2 separate regions of the Mus musculus genome follow, and region 1 is linked to region 2. Evidence: chromatin contacts called from public Hi-C data. All regions are on one chromosome and are shown on one strand. The core of a region is the stretch at or near the end of the contact, and the rest is flanking DNA. Distances in the headings are between cores, read along the strand shown. Region 1 overlaps Mark2 (MAP/microtubule affinity regulating kinase 2). Region 2 holds the start of Macrod1 (mono-ADP ribosylhydrolase 1).

What was found. A called contact is a pair of places that touch in the nucleus more often than the background predicts.
Region 1: a contact with region 2 is called in a Hi-C map of group 2 innate lymphoid cells, with 2.5 times the contacts expected there. A contact is called at or near these places in 6 of 39 promoter capture datasets (cranial neural crest, embryonic stem cells, hematopoietic stem and progenitor cells and 2 more), 19 of 484 Hi-C or Micro-C datasets (the 63-12 cell line, B cells, the N1E-115 cell line and 10 more), 16 of 130 datasets of targeted methods (the SCID.adh cell line, astrocytes, bone marrow-derived macrophages and 10 more) and 3 of 9 other capture datasets (adipose tissue, liver and pancreatic islet).

Annotation. Positions count from the first base shown.
Region 1 is chr19:7,284,577-7,288,070 of GRCm38.p6, reverse strand. Mark2 (MAP/microtubule affinity regulating kinase 2) reads left to right here. Exons shown (of 18, transcript NM_007928.3): 4 at 693-741; 5 at 1,005-1,070; 6 at 1,167-1,237; 7 at 1,446-1,502; 8 at 2,103-2,339; 9 at 3,083-3,202; 10 at 3,312-3,411; 11 at 3,494. Among named protein-coding and RNA genes, the nearest start is that of Gm17227, 11 kb to the left of the region's middle.
Region 2 is chr19:7,055,323-7,058,957 of GRCm38.p6, reverse strand. Macrod1 (mono-ADP ribosylhydrolase 1) reads right to left here and starts at 2,190. Exons shown (of 11, transcript NM_134147.4): 1 at 1,776-2,190. The coding sequence starts at 2,067.

The DNA.
Region 1 (3,494 bases), core at 146-2,645, 230 kb before region 2:
AGCCTGGGAAGTTTCAGAACCCTCCTTTAGTTGTCTGTTGCCTGCAGGGGAAGAGGTTCATCTCTGTCATCTCTCAGTATGGAAATGGATGGTTTGGAGCCCCTGATTTTGTTTTACAAAGGGAACATGAGTGTGTGGGAGTGGGTTTGATTAAAATTGGCATCAGCTATATATAGGTGTGGGTGGTTTCTTCTGTTACTACCTCAGAGACTCAGGAAAGAAAGGCCTATCATCAGGGTAGGCCCTCTGACATCTTGATGTCAAAAGAGGACACAGTATCCCTGTGGAGCACCTCTCTGGTCACCAGGCCAGTTCAACGGTTTGGACTCTGAGCTGGCAGAGGAGCTCGGTGCTGAAAATCAAGGACTCAGGCCCCTTCTCCCCTGCAGAGGCACCGACTGCTGTTTTGAGGCTAGATTTGCATGGGTGTAGAAGAGGGCAAGGTCTGAGCAATAAGTTAGTGAATGAGCTAGCTCTGCTCCTACCTTCACCCCTCTCTGCTCTCCTTCCCTCTCTCCATGGGTTTCAGCTTGGTTTCTTTAAGAGGAAGATCTGTTTTAAGAGAGAGAGAGAGAGAGAGAGAAAGAGAGAGAGAGAATGAGGAGAGAAGAGAAGGAGGGAGGGAGGGACCCCCACTTGGACTCTGAGGGGACCTAAAGGCATGAAATGAGCCCATGTGTCTTCTCTTGCAGCTGTTCCGAGAAGTAAGAATAATGAAGGTTTTGAATCATCCCAACATAGGTGAGAAGCATTGCCGTCCCTTTCTTCCTCCCCCTCATGGAGGCTCCACAGGCCCGCATCCACACAGCCATCCTTCTCCATAGCACATTGCCTTGTGGATTCTGTCCTGGAGGGTGTCAGACTGCTTCTGAAGGCTCAGCTCACAGTTGAGCTACATCTTGGCATTGTGAGCTGCCGTAAGGAATTTGGATGGTTCAAGAGGTCCTTAGCAAGTCTGGACACAGAGTGTGCCTCCTGAGTCCAACACAGCCCTTCTCTTGCAGTTAAGTTGTTTGAAGTGATCGAGACTGAGAAGACTCTCTACCTTGTCATGGAGTATGCCAGTGGCGGTAGGTCTGGCACCGTCTCCCATGTTCATCTCTCCCCTCCCTGCTCCTGCCCCCACCCACCCCACTCACTGTACTCCACCATCTCCTCTCTCGCAGGAGAGGTGTTTGATTACCTAGTGGCCCATGGCAGGATGAAAGAAAAAGAAGCTCGAGCCAAATTTCGCCAGGTGAGTGTGTCTCCACTCTGAGCTGTAGACCCAGCTTTCCCTTTGGGGATCTGGCACAGGCGAGGAACTGCCTGAGCAGTTGGCCTTAGAAGAGGGTACTTCATCCTCTGCTTGTTTGCATGATACTTCAAAATAGGTCACCAGCAACAGTTCTGCCAGCCCGTGTTTCACTTTCAGACGCCAGGCTAACCCTCTTCCTTCCTTTTAGATAGTGTCTGCTGTGCAGTACTGTCACCAGAAGTTCATTGTTCATAGAGATCTAAAGGTGAGGTGTGTTCATATCCCTATGTCTTCCTGTGAGTCTGGGTGGCCCAGGAATTCCAGACACTGATATTCATTTATTTGTTTACTTACTTACTTACTTACTTGAGATGACCTGGAAGTATTTAGGAATGGCTCCCACCATAGCACTAGCAAGCATGCATGCTTTACCCTTGTCAGCTGTCGGGTGTGACAAGAATACTCCAGGCTTTCCTGGTCCTTTTGGCAGCCTGGTCTGTGACTGTGACTCTAATATTACACCTGTTCTCCAGACATATATGCATGTTATCTCTGTTAGCAAGGCACTCATATTTGCACTACCTGTAAGTCAGCTCATTGCTGAAAGAACTTGCAAGCATGACCACGAGACATAGGCCTACTCTGAAGCTTTCCATAGCTCCCAGGATCCCCAGACCTACACATCCCAGCTTTGTACCTTCCTCCTGTCCAGCCTATCTGTGCTGACTGATGCTGCCCTGGAAGTGGAGACAGCTTGAAACTAGAGATGACTTTCTGGTGGCTCTCCCATTCCTCGCCATCCTGCCTGAGCCAGGATCTTAGGGTTCTCTACGGGTGCTCTGATGCTTACCATCTTCCCTCCCAGGCAGAAAACCTGCTCCTGGATGCTGATATGAACATCAAGATTGCAGACTTTGGCTTTAGCAACGAATTCACCTTTGGGAACAAGCTGGATACTTTCTGTGGCAGTCCTCCTTATGCTGCCCCAGAACTTTTCCAGGGCAAAAAGTATGATGGTCCTGAGGTGGATGTCTGGAGCCTGGGAGTCATCCTCTATACACTGGTCAGCGGATCCCTGCCTTTTGATGGACAGAACCTCAAGGTGCAGTGAAATGCAGGCTTCGATCATTTTATTTGTCATTTCCTTTCAGCCTCTGGTCTTACCTCTGCCACACACTTGTCCACTTTTTTCTCAAGCAAGAACTTGAGAGAAAGACCCTCCAAGAAAAATGCAGTTAAATAATCTTGCATGCTAGAAATGGTGGCCCATCCTATAATCCCAGCAGGCCAGGGCAGGAAGACTCGGTTTCATGCCAGCCTAGGCTGGAGAATGAGATATCTCAAAACAAACAAAAGGAGGCTGACAGCAGCAGAGGGAGACAACCCAACCTCCTGCAGGGTGTCCTTTGACCCCCACTTACTCTGTGGCACATACACATCCCATCCACAAAATGAATAAGTGTAATTTTTCTTTAGAAAAGAGGGTGTTAGCCGGGCGTGGTGGCGCACACCTTTAATCCTAGTACTTGGGAGGCAGAGGCAGGTGGATCTCTTTGAGTTCAAGACCAGCCTGGTCTACAGAGTGAGTTCCAGGACAGCCAGGGCTACACAGAGAAACCCTGTCTCAAAAAACCAAAAAAAAAAGAAAAAAAAAAAAACCAAAGAAAAGAGGGTGTTTCACACATAGGCATTAAGAGTCTCAATCCTGTTTTGGAAGATAGTCTGTGTCCACAAGGCCCATGACTGGCATGTAAGGCTTTGCTGCCTCATTTGTGATCTGAATTCTGTTTTCCAATGTCTGCTTATCTGGATCTTGAGTAAGACTTATTCCCTTTCTAACCACAGGAGCTGCGGGAACGGGTACTGAGGGGGAAATACCGTATTCCGTTCTACATGTCCACGGACTGTGAAAATCTGCTTAAGAAATTTCTCATACTTAATCCTAGTAAGAGAGGCACTTTAGAGGTAAGCAACCTAGAATCCAGTTGGCAAAAAAAAATCCTGAGGTTCCCATGGAGACCCCCATGCTGAGTTTCCTTCCCCTTTGCACCTTGCCCTTTCCTCTATTTCCTAGCAAATTATGAAAGATCGGTGGATGAACGTGGGGCATGAGGACGATGAGCTAAAGCCTTATGTGGAACCTCTCCCTGACTACAAGGACCCCCGGCGGACAGGTGAGGCTATGCTAGCTGGGAGCTAGAGCCTGCCCACACATGGAGACCAGCCTTAACTGTCCTCCCCTCCCCCAACCACCAGA
Region 2 (3,635 bases), core at 941-3,440:
ACAAACAAACAAATAAAAGGAAAATTTAGACCAGACCACCCCACATTTCCATGCCCAGAGCCTTCTGCCCCAGGTCACGGAGGCTTGGAGTGCCCACTTCCACACACTAGGTAACTGAAACCCGAAAGGCCTGCCTTGTCTCACCACTCAGCCCCTGTCACCACTGCCTTTGGGACTGCGTTTGGTCACAATGGGACCACCTCCTCCAAATCTAGCCCTATCTCCAGAACCTGGAATGCCCTTCCCCAGCTGGTTGCTTTACTTCAGGTCCCTAATGGGCCACCTGACCTTCCCAGCTCTTCATAGTGCACAGAGGACTATGTCGCCATAGTGTTTCTCCACTAGACAGACTCTTGCCTGGCCACTCACTGTTGAATCCTACAGCGCTGGTACCAATAGGGCGTGAGGTAAAAGTTTACTGAATGAGGGCCAAGGAGATAGACGGGTTAGTGGGTGGGTAAACGGAATTTGATCCCCAGAACCCATGCAAAGGCCTAAAAGCTAGCCGCAGCACACTGGCATCTCTAATCCCATTAAGCCCGGCGGAAATGGCAAGCGGAGATCAGACTCTCCAGAGGCTCAAGGACCAGCGCCCCTGACTCCCCGCTTGGCACAGAAAGGAAGAAAATAGCGTCTGTCCAGCAGCTGAGGAACCTCAGGTCCCATCAGCTTTCCCAGGTTAGGCTGGTTTTCAGGGTCACCAAGGAAAAGGGAGCTACGGGGAGAAGGGCTGGAATGTAGAAATAGACGCAGACGGTACACTACGTGTGGTACTGCCCCAACTCTCCTCCTCTCCCTGGGTTGCTGCTCTCCATGGGTAAGCAGGACTCTAAGGAAGAACACTAACTCCCTCTGCTGGAATTCTGGACGAGCCCCGCAACTCCCGGCCAAGGTTGAGGGAGTGGCAAGTTCTGATTGCTCCCAAAGAAGACTGTCAAGTGCTTTAGGATCCTGGGCAGACTTGCAACAAGGGAGAGCTCTCTTTTCTAAAAAGGAACCAATCTGAGGTTACCTTCAACCCCGCTTGACCCAGCCCCCATGGTCACGCCCACTAGCAGCCCAGCCAATGGCCTTAGCCGCTCATTGGGAGGAGGATCGGCCCGGAATAATAAGGGAAGCACTGGCGCTGAAAGGCAGGGGCAGCTGGACTGCCACTCAGGGCTATTTGGGGCTCTGCACTTTGCATTCCAGTTAGCGACTAGGTCGTCCGGGACCCGTGGCCCCTTCCTGGCATGCCCGTCCAGGAGGAGAAATACTTTCATTCTTGAGGGAGTCAGTGATTCTCACAAGCCCACGCCCGATGTCAGCCTGCTCTCCAAGTTCTATGATCCCAGTCCCTCAAGAAGGAGCAAAGTGCTGGCAAGGGGCCAGAAGCCAGCAGGAGGGCAAAACGGGCACCTACCATACTCCCAGAGAGGCCCCCGAGCTGCCATTCTTGGGGCTACCTGACCCTACCTGATAGGCCAAGCTTCTACACTTTGCCTTTGCACACTCCCAGCCTGACCTTGGGGAAGTGAACTCTGGCCCTAAGCCTCAGTTTCCCTCCTGTGCATGCATGGAGGAAGGTGGCAGATCCCAGAGGATCTGGGGGTGTGGGGGGTGTGGACTACCTGGGACCATTGCTGAGGTAAGGCCGCCTTCCCCACTCGTTTAGTCAAGGGGTAACCTGGTGTAGGAGCTGGGTATGGATGTGGGCTAAAGGGGTTCCCGAGTGTCTCAGTTGCTCGTGGAGTGCCTTTCGGCCGGGGAGACCCACGCCCTGCGCTCACACTTACATTTGGCCTCCTTCCAGTCGGTGGAGGTGCTCAGGTCCACCTTCGCGGCCATGGCCAGGGGGGCCCAGGTGCGCACCCAGGCTCCACGCCCCGCCGCCCCCCACGCCCCAACTCCCGCCGAGAGCCACGCGCAGTAGCCGTGCTCGCCCAGTGCCACCAGGGGACCGCACGCACTGCCACGGGGCCGCGGGCCACCCGCCGAGCGGCCGGGCCAGGGGCGCAGGGAGACCAGCAGCTGCCCCGCCGCGCGCAGCTGTGCCAGGCGGCCGGACACTTGGCTCTGCAGCGACATGAGCAGGCGGTGCCGGGCGGCTCCCCGCCCACTCGGACTCTATTTACGGTGCTCCGGAGAGTCGCGCTCGGTCCCTTATTTACTCTGGGACGAGAGTGGCGCGTGCCAGCCCGTGGCGACCTGCTTAGAGACCGCGGGCGGCGCGCCGCTGGGCACCCTGGAACTTGTAGTTCCGTCCCGGCCCACTGCGCTCACGCACTGGTAGCACACACGTGCGCACCCAGCCTGTCTGTGTCCTCCCGAGTGTGGCTGCAGCCAACCTTCCGAAGCTCGGTGATTCGACAAGGCACTCCGTGCGTGGGTTTTCCCGCCAAGTCGGCTTCTAGTTCTTTCCGCCTAGTTGCCGTGGCTCATAAGTAAACTCGGTCCTATCGCGTGTTTTGTAGGCATAGAGAGACCTGGACTTGTGTTGGTGCCTCCGCATCACCCAGCTCTGCTTCTGATCCACAGCAGCTGCACGTTCCAGCCTGCCAAGGTGGGGCGGGGGTGATAGGTGCCGCGGACCTATGTGTTAGGGTGGGGCAACTTTTCTGAAGAGCTCGACCTCCCTTAAGCTCCAAGAGCCAAGCAGCGCCGACTGAATTCCACAGCAGCTCACAAGACATTAGTGAGATTTGACAGGAAGAAACCTAGGTGTCAAATAGGCATGGTAAGGCATACTTACAATCCAGCATTCCAGAGGGTGAGGGCGGAGGATCTTAGGAAAGTTTAGGATCAGCCTGACTTACAAGGCAGCCACATAGCAAGACCCTGTCTCAGTCAATAGGTCAGTCTAACAATCAATATAAAAAAGAGCCGGGCAGTGGTGGCGTATGCCTTTAATCCCAGCACTTGGGAGGCAGAGGCAAGCTGATTTCTGAGTTCGAGGCTAGCCTGGTCTACAGAGAGTTCCAGACAGCCAGAGCTACACAGAGAAACCCTGTCTTCAAAAACCAAAAACCAAAAAAAAAAAGGAGAAAAGGAGAGAGAATATGGATCTATAAATGTGGGTGTATAGAAACACTAGAGTAGTGACCTAAGAAGGATAATTTTTTTCTTCTTTATTTTTCTCCTTTTCTTTTGTTGTTGTTGTTGTTGTTGTTGTTGTTTTTTTTTTTTCTTCTCGAGACAGAGTTTCTCTTTGTAGCCCTGGCTGTCCTGGAACTCACTCTGCAGACCAGGCTGGCCTCAAACTCAGAAATCTGCTTGCCTCTGCCTCCCAAGTGCTGGGATTAAAGGCGTGCGCCACCACTGCCCGGCTAATTTTTTTTTTCCTCATATTCCATAATGACATATGCCTGTAACCTGTTCCCGGTTAGCCACTACTTCATATTCAGTTCCACACCAGCCTGGCCTACCTGAGAGCTGGTTGTCAGAGCTACCCAGTGAGACTCTACATTTTTATTTAAAAAGAAAGCGGGGGTGGGGGAGGGATTTAAATCCCGGGGCTGGAGAGATGACTCAGCAGTTAAGATCCCTGACTGCTGTTCCAGAGGACCAGAATTCTATTTCCAGCCCTCACATGGTGGCTCAAAAATCTTCTGTAACTCCAGTTCCAAGGGATGCCACGCCCTCTTCTGGCCTTGCAT